Regions from separate parts of the Zea mays genome. Here all the other regions are linked to region 2. The links are chromatin contacts, called in public Hi-C maps. All regions are on one chromosome and are shown on one strand. Each heading gives the region's core, a stretch centred on a gene start, on an enhancer-like site or on the middle of the called end of the contact. The rest is flanking DNA. Distances are from core to core; before and after follow the strand shown. Region 1 holds the start of LOC100285664. Region 2 holds the start of LOC100275174. Region 3 holds the start of LOC103628561 (protein FLOWERING LOCUS T).

Evidence for each region. A called contact is a pair of places that touch in the nucleus more often than the background predicts.
Region 1: a contact with region 2 is called in a Hi-C map of tassel, with 2.7 times the contacts expected there. The contact joins the promoter of LOC100285664 here to the promoter of LOC100275174 in region 2. A contact is called at or near these places in 3 of 25 Hi-C or Micro-C datasets (endosperm, leaf and tassel).
Region 3: a contact with region 2 is called in a Hi-C map of ear, with 1.9 times the contacts expected there. The contact joins the promoter of LOC103628561 here to the promoter of LOC100275174 in region 2. A contact is called at or near these places in 2 of 25 Hi-C or Micro-C datasets (ear and tassel).

What each region holds. Positions count from the first base shown.
Region 1 is chr5:153,121,303-153,125,385 of Zm-B73-REFERENCE-NAM-5.0, reverse strand. It overlaps LOC100285664, which reads right to left and starts at 2,344. Exons shown (of 9, transcript NM_001413723.1): 1 at 2,104-2,344.
Region 2 is chr5:152,490,834-152,494,762 of Zm-B73-REFERENCE-NAM-5.0, reverse strand. It overlaps LOC100275174, which reads left to right and starts at 2,653. Exons shown (of 13, transcript NM_001353653.1): 1 at 2,653-2,979; 2 at 3,337-3,517; 3 at 3,608-3,693; 4 at 3,786-3,890. The coding sequence starts at 2,758.
Region 3 is chr5:153,030,471-153,034,778 of Zm-B73-REFERENCE-NAM-5.0, reverse strand. LOC103628561 (protein FLOWERING LOCUS T) reads left to right here and starts at 1,503. Exons shown (of 4, transcript XM_008648737.1): 1 at 1,503-1,694; 2 at 1,768-1,829; 3 at 2,171-2,211; 4 at 2,407-2,666. The coding sequence starts at 1,503. The coding sequence ends at 2,666.

The sequences.
Region 1 (4,083 bases), core at 1,095-3,594, 630 kb before region 2:
TGTCACTGTTTTTCTTATTCTGTGAGAACTATGTGCTCTCTGAACTGGAGTTTTATTTATGAATTGTGTTGTACTGCTGTCCTGTCCACTTGTTTGTGCATTAAAATTTGTAATTCCTAGCTACTCATATTGTCTGATGGATGGGAAGTGACTGAAATCATTCAGTGATTCAGATAAGAGTTAATTTGCTGTTTTCTATTTTTTATGAACTGTTGCCTATTCAGCAGCTGTCAATCCTGTCATTAATTATTTCCTCTGCTATTATATTGCTGTAGGAACAGGAAGAACATCAATCTTGCACCAAGTGAAAGCCACTAAGGTATGTGCATTGGTCCTCTCTTTTTATATAATGTATTCAATTACTCTATTTATATAATTATTAAGCTATGTGCGCGCGCGTTGTGTGCTAATTTGGCAAAACACCTAGGCTTGCCTAGGCTCTACGCTCTAGGAAGGGTCACCACCTAGCGCCTTTTCTCACCTTGGTTTCATTGTTCAAAACACTTATGGTGTATGTTATTCGCCCATTAATTTAATAAGAAATCTAATCAATCTTCTTAAAAACAATACTCTAGAACAGCTTGCCATGATGCCATCCTAAAATCTAATCCAGATTTTAGCAAGTATGTAAAAAAGCAAGAACTATGGCTTCTTTCTCATAACTGAAGATTTAACTTCATAAAAAATGACTTGATATGCCTTTATACATTTTGTCGATCTAGATTTTTACTGTTCAGCTTGTAAAAAGAGATAAATAAGGTATTCCTAAGATGAACAATGCCATGCCACAAGGTGACCTGATGTGTTACGGTAACTAGCTGTGCACTGATAATAGTCTTAAAAACAGAAGATCTCAATAAAATACACTAGAAAACATAGAGAATCCAGTTTACACTGATTTTTTAAGGGGGTGCTTGAATGCACTAGAGCTAATAGTTAGTTGGCTAAAAAATTGCTAGTGGAATTAGCTAGCTAACAAATATCTAGCTAACTATTAAATAATTTGCTAAAAATAGCTAATAGTTGAACTATTAGTTAGACTGTTTGGATGTCTTCAGCTAATTATTAGCTCTAGTGCATTCAAACATGACCTAAGTCCTATCAATCATAAAACCATTTTCATATTTTTATTACTTATATGCTAGCACTTGTTGGTTAGGGCACTAAAATTACTGGCCACTAAGATTAAACTATGACTTTTGGTCTACTCGGGTCTCACATCAATTCTGTTCAGTCACCCAGGTCCAAAGCAGAGACAAGTTCTGAGAAATGCAAGGAATAAAGTGAAAATACACTGTTGGGTAAATATTTGGAGTAATTCCAGCATTCTAGACAATCAACTATTGCAGATACCTTTATATGGTTTTTATTCAAACATGCACACAAGCTAGTGCAAAGATTATGGAGCAAGCCAACTAGCCAAGCAAGCAAATGAATCGGCTCCATCAACTGTGGATTTGAATAGGTCATTTTCTGTTTGATATCAGTTTCTTAACATCAACACCGAACTACAAAAGGATTTGTCTCAGTAAAATTAGAGGCCGTGACTTAACACACTAAAAGAGAAATCAGTAGTTACACACAGACACAGGGCACAGCATTTCAGCCCCAGGTAAGGAAACTAAGTATCATCTGCTGCAGAAAACTAGCATCATAAATCAACATAAATAATTTGCGTGTGTCCCCTCAGAAACAGCATTTGTAGCTAAAACCAACAGCTAGAACGTCTATGGATCTCAGCAGCTGAGCAAATTCTGCGCTCTTAAGTGTTCTCAAATACAACTTCGCACTAAAAAACCACACAGAAAACAGTCACAGGTCAAATTGCAGATAGTGAGCTCAAGTGCCCGCAAAACTACAACCCATCCGCCCTCATTTCCCCCTGATCGCCAAAATCGAAGCCTTACTATGCAAAACCTAACGATCAGTTGCACCAGCACTATGCATCAGGAGCGGATCCAATCGTTAGTAGGTTGGGCATGTATACACTTGTAATTAGACGAGATCCGAGTACAAAAACTCCCAATAGATTACGTTAGCTAGGGTTTGGGTGCTCGATTTCAAGGGGGGGGGGGGGGGGGGGGGGCAAAGGGGTGGGCATACCTGCAGGTGGTGCTCGTCGCGGGCGAAAGGCGAGGGCCTGACAAAGACCAGGATAAGGGGCAGACACCAAGGGACCGACGAAGACCTGGGCACCAGCGAGGAGGAGACGGTGGCAGCCGGCCAGTCGGTGCCACCAGAAAGCAAGGCCGCGCCGCGCGGGCGAGAGAGTGAGAGTTGGGCAAGGGAAGGAGGGAGAGCAGAGCGCGCGCACCCGGCGTGTAAACGTTCGTGAGAAGAGAATAGAAATGGTAGGCAATAGCGTCTTGCATCAAAGGAGTTGCGCCGTCCTTTTGTTTGGGCCGAGCTCGTACCAAGGCCCAGGTTTCTTATGGCAGGAGGCTGCAAGCGTATGATTAAAAAAAGTGGCAAAAAAATATGTAACCCAAAATTTGCAAGCATATTACGCCGCTGGTTAGATATAAAATTCAGAGCTGATTTGGTGACCAGTGATCACGGGAGATTGGAGTGGATTGAAGGGGAAATTAGTTCATTTCCCTCTCAATCCACTCCAATCCCTCCGTGATCCCCTTCTCACCAAATCAACCATCAGGCCTAGTTTGGATACTTTGGGATTAGAGTGTTTTGGAGGGATTGGAGAGGGTGTAAATCCCCAATAGATCAAATACTTTCTCAATACATCCCAATACACTACAATCTCACTCATTACTAGAGTACCCAAAATAGGCCTTAAGGTATGTGTTACGCACCTCTAACTTCAAAGAGAACGTATCGCATGCTGCGGTGAAAACGGATAGGAAAAATACTTATCCGGACCGTATACATATTTGTGGAGAAAAAACAGGAACATGACGAAAATGTGATAGTATATAGGAACGGGAACGAAAATGGTTTACGGGACGTGTAGATCTATTTATTTTTGGGAGAATTACATGCCGCACCACTGCATGGCACACGACCTCAGATTTCACCTTAGCAATGAAAATTCATCAGTTCTACCCTTGTATTCGGAGCAACGCATCAGAAAAAGCTCTCACCGTCAGTCGTTACCGTTTGCCGTCACCTGCAGTTGGGCCCCACACGCCAGATCCCCAAAATCCCCAATCGAACATAATCCATCCCAAAATTGCAGCATCCCTGCGCCGCCGCCCTAGGTTCTTGTCGCCGCTGGTGGTCACCGTCATCGTGGAGGCGCGCGGCGCTGCCCTTGTCGTGGCTCCAGACGCCCTCGGCCACGCGGCTGCTCCTCGCCCCTCCCTCCAACTCTCAGGCTGCGGAGCCCGGTAGACATTGCCGCTGGTGGTCGCCGTGGAGGCGCACGACACTGCCCTTGCCATGGCTCCAGACGCCCTCGGCCACGCGGTCGCCGTCCCAGTCGTCGTCACCTCCAGAGTGCTTCGGGAATCGCTGCTGCTCACCGGTAAACATTGCCGCTAGTCGCCGTCCCCTATAGAAGCACTCGGGAGTCGCCGCTGATCACCTTGGCCTGCAAGGCACGCGGCGCAGCTGCTCCTGTCGTGGCCCTCGGGACGAGCCGCTGCTCACCTTGGCATGCGAGGCGCGCGGCGCAGCTGCTCTCAAGAAGCTGCCCCGCGGAGCTCGCTCGTCGACCACGCGACGCTGCCTCTTTGTGAACCATGTCTACACGAACTTTCACGAAATCCCATGAAATTTAGTGTATACTTTACTGGATGTTGAAATTACCCATGAAATCCAACAAGGTCCATTCTTGAAGATGAAGAGCAAGAGATACCTTTCAGAGCTAGGGAGGGGAGATCCACGCGCTGCTAATCCGACGCCCTCGCCCTCCGCGCGGAGAGGCTGCCAGATCCACGGCGGGGCTACTCCAGACCTCGCCCGGCGCGGACAGCCGATCTGCCAACGGCGGGGTTGAGGACGGCTGAGGACGGCGAGTGACGACGGGACGCGTTGCGAGGACGCGCACTGAGCGAGGGAGGGGGGCACTGAAAGGGGATTAGGCTTACACCTAGTTCCTAAATAATTTTGGTGGTTGAATTGCCC
Region 2 (3,929 bases), core at 1,404-3,903:
GTTGCACGACTTCTCGTCAGGTTCGGCCCGGTAGCTTATGTCATGGGCCACAAGCAGAGGGTCTTCGCCTGAGCGCGAATTGGAGGGCAAGGCCCGCACACGTGTCAGCACCGGACCCCTGCACACACCAGGGTCCTTCTCGTTCCGGGACCCTGCTGGAGTTCGGACCTACCCGGGGGCTCCGGACTTGTATGTATATAGGGGCCTGGTGTCCTTCTGTGGGGGTCTAGACTTACTGAGGTGTGGTGCCTTTTCTTGCCGCGTGGCGCCCTTTGGCCTGCCCATCCGGTGGGGTCAGGCGCGGTCCTCTGCGTGGCTAGGAGACGTCGCATGGGTGCGGTGTCTTCATGCTGTAGGAGAGGGTACCCCTGATTTAGGGTACCGACAAATGTGTTTTCTGATATGCGATTGATTAACAAATCCGTTTAATTTCAAATTTTGTGGAGACCTTGGAAACTCATTTGTCAAGGAATTTCAGCTCAATCAGAGTCTGTTTGGATAAGTTTCGCATTTGAAAACTGAATTTTAAGCTGCTGAAAACAACACTAGATAGCGACACGGTTTTAGGCTGATTCAGACTTTTTGGAGTCTGATTTGTGATCTGTTTATTTTGTTGGTCTCATGTGAGTTCTAGGACCATTTTCAAAACATGAGATCACTAGTTGGTTGATGAGCTTTTGGTTTGAGCGACTTCATCTCCATTGAATTAAGTGCTCAATTTCACGTTTTGAGTAACAGAATTTGATTGGCTCCCATTCACTCCCTCTGGTCGCCTTTTTGATCTTTCAATTGGTATCGGAGCTAGTTAAGGATCTTTCCACCTTTATCGGTTTTAGATCCACTAAGGTGACATGGAACGAGGTGTTGACAAACCTCCGTTCTTCGATGGGATGAACTACCCATACTAGAAGATTTGGATGTCTACGTATCTGTAGAGTATCAGCTACCGAGTATGGGAGATTTGCCTTTTTGTTCAAATTATGGGACTCTATCTGAATTGGTTGCACCTCAAAACGACCCAACGCTACGGAGGGTTGGTTTTGCTGAGTTTGGGCCTCAAAACTTAGTGGTGCAGTTCCAACAGGAATCGGAGGAGGCACGTGGTGTCATCGTGAAGGGTGCGACGAGGCGAAGCAACTTCGTGTGGAGCGCGTGGCCGTTAGATGCATATTTTAGTAGTTGGTCCATTTTGTCCTGGTTAAGTGGATGAGCTCTATGTATCTAGGGGTAGTTTATACTAGTGAAATAACCCTCTATAAATAGGTGGGAGGGCTGTTGTGTGCAGCCATCTCTTTGGCTATTTCATTTGGCACTTGTTAGAAAACCCTACTTTCCATTTCCTAAGTTGCTCTAGTTCTTAGCCCGGAGATCCACAAGTGTTCTCGTGAACTCCACATCTGTGTAATTATGATTTTGAGAGGAAGGGTGACTATAACCATTCATGGTCCAATGTTTGTTTAGATCGTGTCTTGTTGATCTCACTGCAATTTTGAACCAGTTTCTACTCTCTAAATCCCTCTCTTTGGATTTTGTGAGAATTGTTGATTTCTTGAGTTAGGGATTGTTTTGGGGATTACCTTGGGGGTAAAGATCACTCTCTAGACCATTGTAATCATCTGGTTTGAGCAGTTTGTAGTCGTGATCCAATGTGAACTCGTTTTGAAAACCCCAACAGAACCCCGGTCTAGTCTGTGTTTTCTAAAATGTGTTTGATTTACAAATATGTTCGAGTTCAAATTTTATGAAGACCTTGGAAACTAATTTATCAAGGCGTGTGTAAAATTCTAGCTCAATCGAAGTCCGTTTGAATCAATTTCGCATTCGAAAACTAAATTTCGAGTTCCTGAAAACATCACTAGATAGCGACACAGTTTTGTGGCGCTTCGGACTTTTCGGTGTCCGATTTGAATTTGTTTGTTTTGTTGGTCTCGTGTGAGTCCTAAGAACATTTTCAAAACACGAGATCACTGGTTGGTTGATGAGCTTTTGATTTGGACTTCTTCATCTCCATTGAAGTTAAGTGCTCAAGTTCTAGTTTTAAGCAACATGATTTGATTGGCTCCCATTCACCTCTCTGGTCACCTTTTCGAACATATAAATAGAGATTGTTTTTTAAAATGTCATCCAATAGCTTATGTAAATGGTTATCCAAATATGACCATATTCTATTATGAGTTTTTCGCTAGCCAAAGATCGAAAACGCGTATGTCTCTAGAGTGCAAATAAAATATAGAAAAGTTGTTGGGGATTAAAAAAATACTCCATTCATCCTAAAATATTAGTCATTTTAGCTTTTAATTTTTATATCTACGTTTAAATTATATAAAACAAATACATTAATTACTGTATGAATTAACTAAAAAGTTAAAATAAATTTTATTTTGAAAGAAAGGAAGTAGAAAGTAATTTTTATGTAAATGACTCACTAAGTGATAATTTAGAAAGGCTTTTGGAGATACTCACGCCAATTTGAGGCCATCCTTGAAAATCAAAATCCAAATTAAAATTCAGATCGGAAGCCAATCCACGCATGACGTGGAACCTGAGCTGGAGCACGATGAGCCCACAGCCCCACACGCACGAGTTTCACTTTCGCACGACTCCAAAGCAGCAAAGGACGTCAATCAATGAGCAAATACATCGAATTGCGCGAAGGCAAAGCGTCCAAGCAACCACTTCTGCTCTGCATCCCGTCTGGGCCTCTGCATTTGCTTGGCTGCTGCTCCCTTCTCCCACCGACCAACTCGATCCCGCGCCATGGATCGCGCCGACCCCGCGCGGGGCCGCCTTGCCGTGCTCTCCTCCCACCTCCGTGGTGCAGGGGCCGAGGAGGCGGCGGGGCTGGAGAGGTCGCCGGTATCCGCGCCGGCGCCCGGGCCCCGCGCCGGCGCGCTTGCCGTGGTGGACGGGAGGACCGGGAAGCGGCACGAGGTCAAGGTCTCCGAAGACGGCACCGTGCGCGCCACCGACTTCAAGAAGGTACCGAGCAGCGAGCGCGGATTGACGGTCCCGGCGGTCGCGCCGTGCCGTGCCGTGATCCCCCGGGGTCTTGGCGTTCTAGCCTTCTAGGAGGCGCTTGCTATTGTCAATTGTCATGTTGGCTGTGTTGCTGCCGGAACATGCTGTGCGAATTGTCAATTTGTAGCAATCATGATTGATGACCAAAGATCGTTGAATTAGGTGCTGAATTTTTAGGTCTGCCTGGAGTGGATTGAAGGGGATTGGGATTTAATCTCCCTCAATCCTCTCCTGTCCCTATGCAACCAAACAATTCCTTTGCGATGATAGAAGGTCGTCTAGAAACAAAGATGGTTACCTTTCCCGAATATGCTGCAGATTACCACTGGAAAGGACGACAAGGGTCTTAAGATTTATGATCCTGGTTACCTTAACACTGCCCCTGTTCGCTCGTCCATCTGCTACATCGATGGAGATGAGGGAATCCTTCGCTATAGGGGTTATCCAATCGAAGAATTGGCTGAAAGCAGCTCGTTTGTTGAGGTGGCCTACCTTTTAAGTAAGTGATATCGACTTTGCTGTCCTTCTATTTATCATTGTAACCGATTGAAATTGTTTTGTGAACTTACATAATACATATTGTATTCAGTGTATGGGAACTTGCCTACTCAGAGTCAATTGGCAGGCTGGGAATTTGCTATTTCTCAGCATTCTGCTGTTCCCCAAGGACTGTTGGTATGCTTTATTATCAACTTTTCTTATCAAGACAGATTTTTGAGTTGGCATAGATTAAAATGTATATTTTGTAATTACTTTAATGTGTTCAGGATATCATACAATCAATGCCCCATGATGCTCACCCCATGGGTGTTCTTGCCAGTGCTATGAGCACCCTTTCTGTCTTTCATCCAGATGCAAACCCTGCTCTACAAGTAAGTACTGCCTATACGCACCAATCAAGACAGAGGATA
Region 3 (4,308 bases), core at 254-2,753, 540 kb before region 2:
ACTTCCTTTGCCAAAAATAAGGTGTGTCGCTATAAATTAATCTGATAGTAGTGAAGGTTTAAAGAAAAAATGTATCAAAGTTCAAGAGACATATGTTATAGTTCCGAGAATTTTGCTCTAAATTTAATAGGGGATAAGAGAGATAGAGTGATGAATAATATTAAGAATAAATTTGACATCAGGAGGAAATAAAAAAAAACAAAATGGCTATATAAGCAAAAAAAAAGGACAATAATGCCATACTGGTGTAGGAGGCAATAAAAAACTATTGGAAATTAAAAGAGAAAATGCTACACGGTTACGGATTTTTTTTAAAAGAATAAAGATGTACAGTAGAAAGAGAACAAGTAAATAAAAACTGAATATTAATAAACAGGAAACAGAGAAAGAGAAGACCTAAAGAAGAACCCACAGCCTATACGGAGCCATATATACACTGAGGCTCTATTTGATACAATGTAATGATAGAGTTTTAGAAAAATATTAGCATGATTTTGTAAAATGCTTTGGTTTTAGAGGCTCTATATGGTTTCCTAACACGACGACGTACAAACAAGGCTAAACGCACACGCACGTTGACTGGATCGAATACGGCTGTCTCGACCCGTTCTACGTTACACACGGTCGGTTTTGCCCGGTCGTCGCAGCAGCAACAGATTAAAGGACGGCGCGCCGGCCTGTGTGGTCTCCAGTCTACGTATACTGTGCGACCTGGGAATAATATTGTAGGCGATGTCAACGTGTGCTTTATATCAAGGGGGACTGTGGGCATATATATAGCTAGGATGCCAACATTATATTAATTTGAATAAGAAGTCATTAACTATAAACTAATTCAAATCAAGTATTTTTATTAGGGGCTAATTAAACTAAATAAAAATGAATAGGGCAATCCATGCAACTGGACGGAGAGTACGTATGATTAAAATTTAAACGTGCCGATCACATGAAAACAAGTAAATATGTTCTAGGAAAAAGAGAGAGAATATGTATCCTTTGTGTCAATATTTTTAGTTGACTTTTTTTTTCGTTCTAAATATATACCTAATATATAAGAATATAGAGGTAGAAAGTTTGAGATCGTCCTAAGCTAGCTAGCTATATATGTATCCTTTGTGTCAAAATAAGGTGAAGTGGTGGATAGATATTCAAATTTCAAAGAGAGAGAATATGCATATGCATGTGTCACTGGCCCTCTCAATTAATTAAATAAATAATTAAAGCAGAATAATATCCAGCTCTTCCAACAAGAGCTTCATTCAAAAAAGAGTCCACGGGCGCGCGTACTTTGTGATTTCTATCATCCTCTCGTCAACATATTCGATACACAAGTGGGTTCCCATGATTTGCACCATTATATTATGCATGCCGCACACAATGTACTATATTATAAATACCACACCTGCGCACTGTGCAGCTCGATCGTACATGCAAGCAGATCAGTAGCACGCACATATATACAGAAAACGTCACAGTGCAACCGACGTACTACTGAAAATAAAATGGCCAACGATTCCTTGGTCACAGCTCGTGTCATAGGAGATGTCCTGGACCCCTTCTACAGCTCCATTGATCTGATGGTGCTGTTCAACGGTTTGCCTATTGTTAGTGGCGTGGAGCTGCGTCCTCCCGCGGTCTCCGAGAGACCCAGGGTCGAGATCGGAGGAGATGATTATCGCGTTGCATGTACTCTGGTAAGCTCGTCGATCGATCTAGCTGCATGCATGCTCATTAATTAATTAATTTATTTATTTATTTATACTACAGGTGATGGTCGATCCAGATGCCCCGAACCCAAGCAACCCGACCCTGAGGGAGTACCTGCACTGGTGAGCGCGCGCATGCATGCATGCAGCCCTATAGGCATAGCTTCCGGCCGTTATTAATTGGCTTGTTGTTGCCCCACTGCACGTACCGTACGTAACACGTACACGGTACACGCAGCTGTGTTTGCTGGAAACGTGTCGGTGCATGCATGGCCTGGCCTGTGGCGCGCGCACGATTTAGAGTTGCATGCATGCAGCACGCGTGTCGTCACTGCGACTGCAAGTGGGGCGCGGGGCACATAAAACATAAGCTGATTACGTGTGCAACTTGTATATGTATATATAGCTAGATCATCAAGTGATAACCCTTTTAATTTGGTCGGTTCGTGTGTCCATGCATGCAGGATGGTGACTGACATCCCAGCGTCCACCGATGATACACACGGTAAGTAGTATATACTATACACGTCCTGTTCTGAGCTGTGCATTGCATGTATTCAACATCCTGCACACGCGGCGGGTGCGTCGGTTTCGATCCCTGCATGGTTTCTATCTATATAGATCAACAATTTGTATATATTATCCAAGTCACAACCATAAGCTTATATATACTCTTGTATGTATTTCTAACTGCATGCAGGTCGGGAGGTGATGTGCTACGAGGCCCCTAATCCGACGACGGGCATCCACCGCATGGTGCTGGTGCTGTTCCGGCAGCTGGGGCGGGAGACGGTGTACGCGCCATCCAGGCGCCACAACTTCAGCACGCGCGCCTTCGCCCGCCGCTACAACCTCGGCGCGCCCGTCGCAGCCATGTACTTCAACTGCCAGCGCCAGAACGGCTCCGGCGGACGGAGGTTCACCGGGCCCTACACCGGCGGCAGACGTGGTGGTGCTTGATGACGATGCATCATTGCCGGCGGCCCGGCCGATCGACAGAGTATAATTAAGCTTACTAATTGTACGCAGCAGTTGAAGTACGTTGTGCGTCCATGGGCCGGCCGGGTGACAACATCATATCGTCTCTCTACAGCTTATGAGATAAGACGAATATACGGCACTATATATCTTATATACTACATACGTACAAATGAATAAAGTAGGATGCATGCTATTATCATAAATATGTAAGGTGTGACTATCTGAATATCGTACATACTACTGCAGTGTGATTATCCGTCCTTGGGGACTTGTTCTCAAATGCTATGAATTAAGAACAAGGCAACACAAAATGTTAAATGTTAATATCCTTCGTCCTTCGAAGCATTATTTCCCTAAGGACATAATAATTTTTAGACGAAGGTTATAAAGGACATACCTTCATAAGCATAAAATATAATAATGAGAAAGGAATCATATGAAACATATAAGTTAACATAAACGGTTATGTATTATTGACAACCCATTTCTATTTTATTATGATGACAGAATAGAAATGATATCAAATTACAAATGTACCTTCGACTCGTGAGAAGGTAAAAGTACAAGTGTGACGCAAAAGTCAATGCCAAATCAGCGTGAACAGTACGGGAATACTGCTCATCTATTTATAGGCACGGGTCGTAGCCCATGCAAAATTACATTAATGCCCTTTACATTTATCAATGAACTTATAGTAATTCTTCGAGGTCTAGTTTGGCTTTTCATCTTTAAGTCGGTTTCCCCTTCCCGTCATGATGCCGAAGCTCTTCCACATATCGCTTCGTGATCGTCTCCGTCCCAGTTAAGCTTCGTCTTGACCATGCTTCTGTATATCCGCAACCTGATTTCTTATTCCGAAGATACCTGCTCGCATACTTAGAAAGCATTGTCAAATTATGTTTTTGAGGACCTTCGGAAGCCGAAGGCCCCCAACAGTAGCCCCTCGCAATATTAATTTGCTGGAATAATAAATTTATATTGCGACATGGACGAAGGCTTCGAGCCGAAGGTCCAAAAAAACACCTTCCCTTTGCTAGAATAGCAACAGTCCTTGACAAGCGGGACCCTCTAGTTTTCGACATAATGAGTGTATAAATACAAGCTCGCCACAATTTATTTGGCACGCTCCCTTGCCATCTGTTTTGCCTGCTCAAATAGTTTTCTGCCCACAAATATTTTGTTGCCTCCCTAGTTTTAAGCTTCGGAAGTGAGAGGCAAGAATTCCGAAGAGATGTCTGAGGAGAAGAAGGTTGTTGCCGAAATGAAGCTGAGTCTTTCTGAAGAGATGCATCTGGGTTTTCTTCGATCTATGTCGAAGACTAATACAGAGAAGATCACTAAAGAAATTTTGGAAGGTTTATCTAAAGATACTGGTGACAGCGACAGCTATGATGCGGATAGTGGTGGCGAAGACTTCGAAGATCGACCTTGGCGACCAAGCCATGCGGTTTTCGGCAAATCAAGTATTAAAGAAAGTCATCTTGCCAACATGAGGGGAAGATATTTCCGGGATTTGTCTATTGTAAGGGCCGACGAGGGAGAGAAGACTTGCCCAACTCCTGAGGAAAATGAAGTTGTAGTATTTCGAAGCTTCTTGAAAGATGGACTACGATTTCCCCTG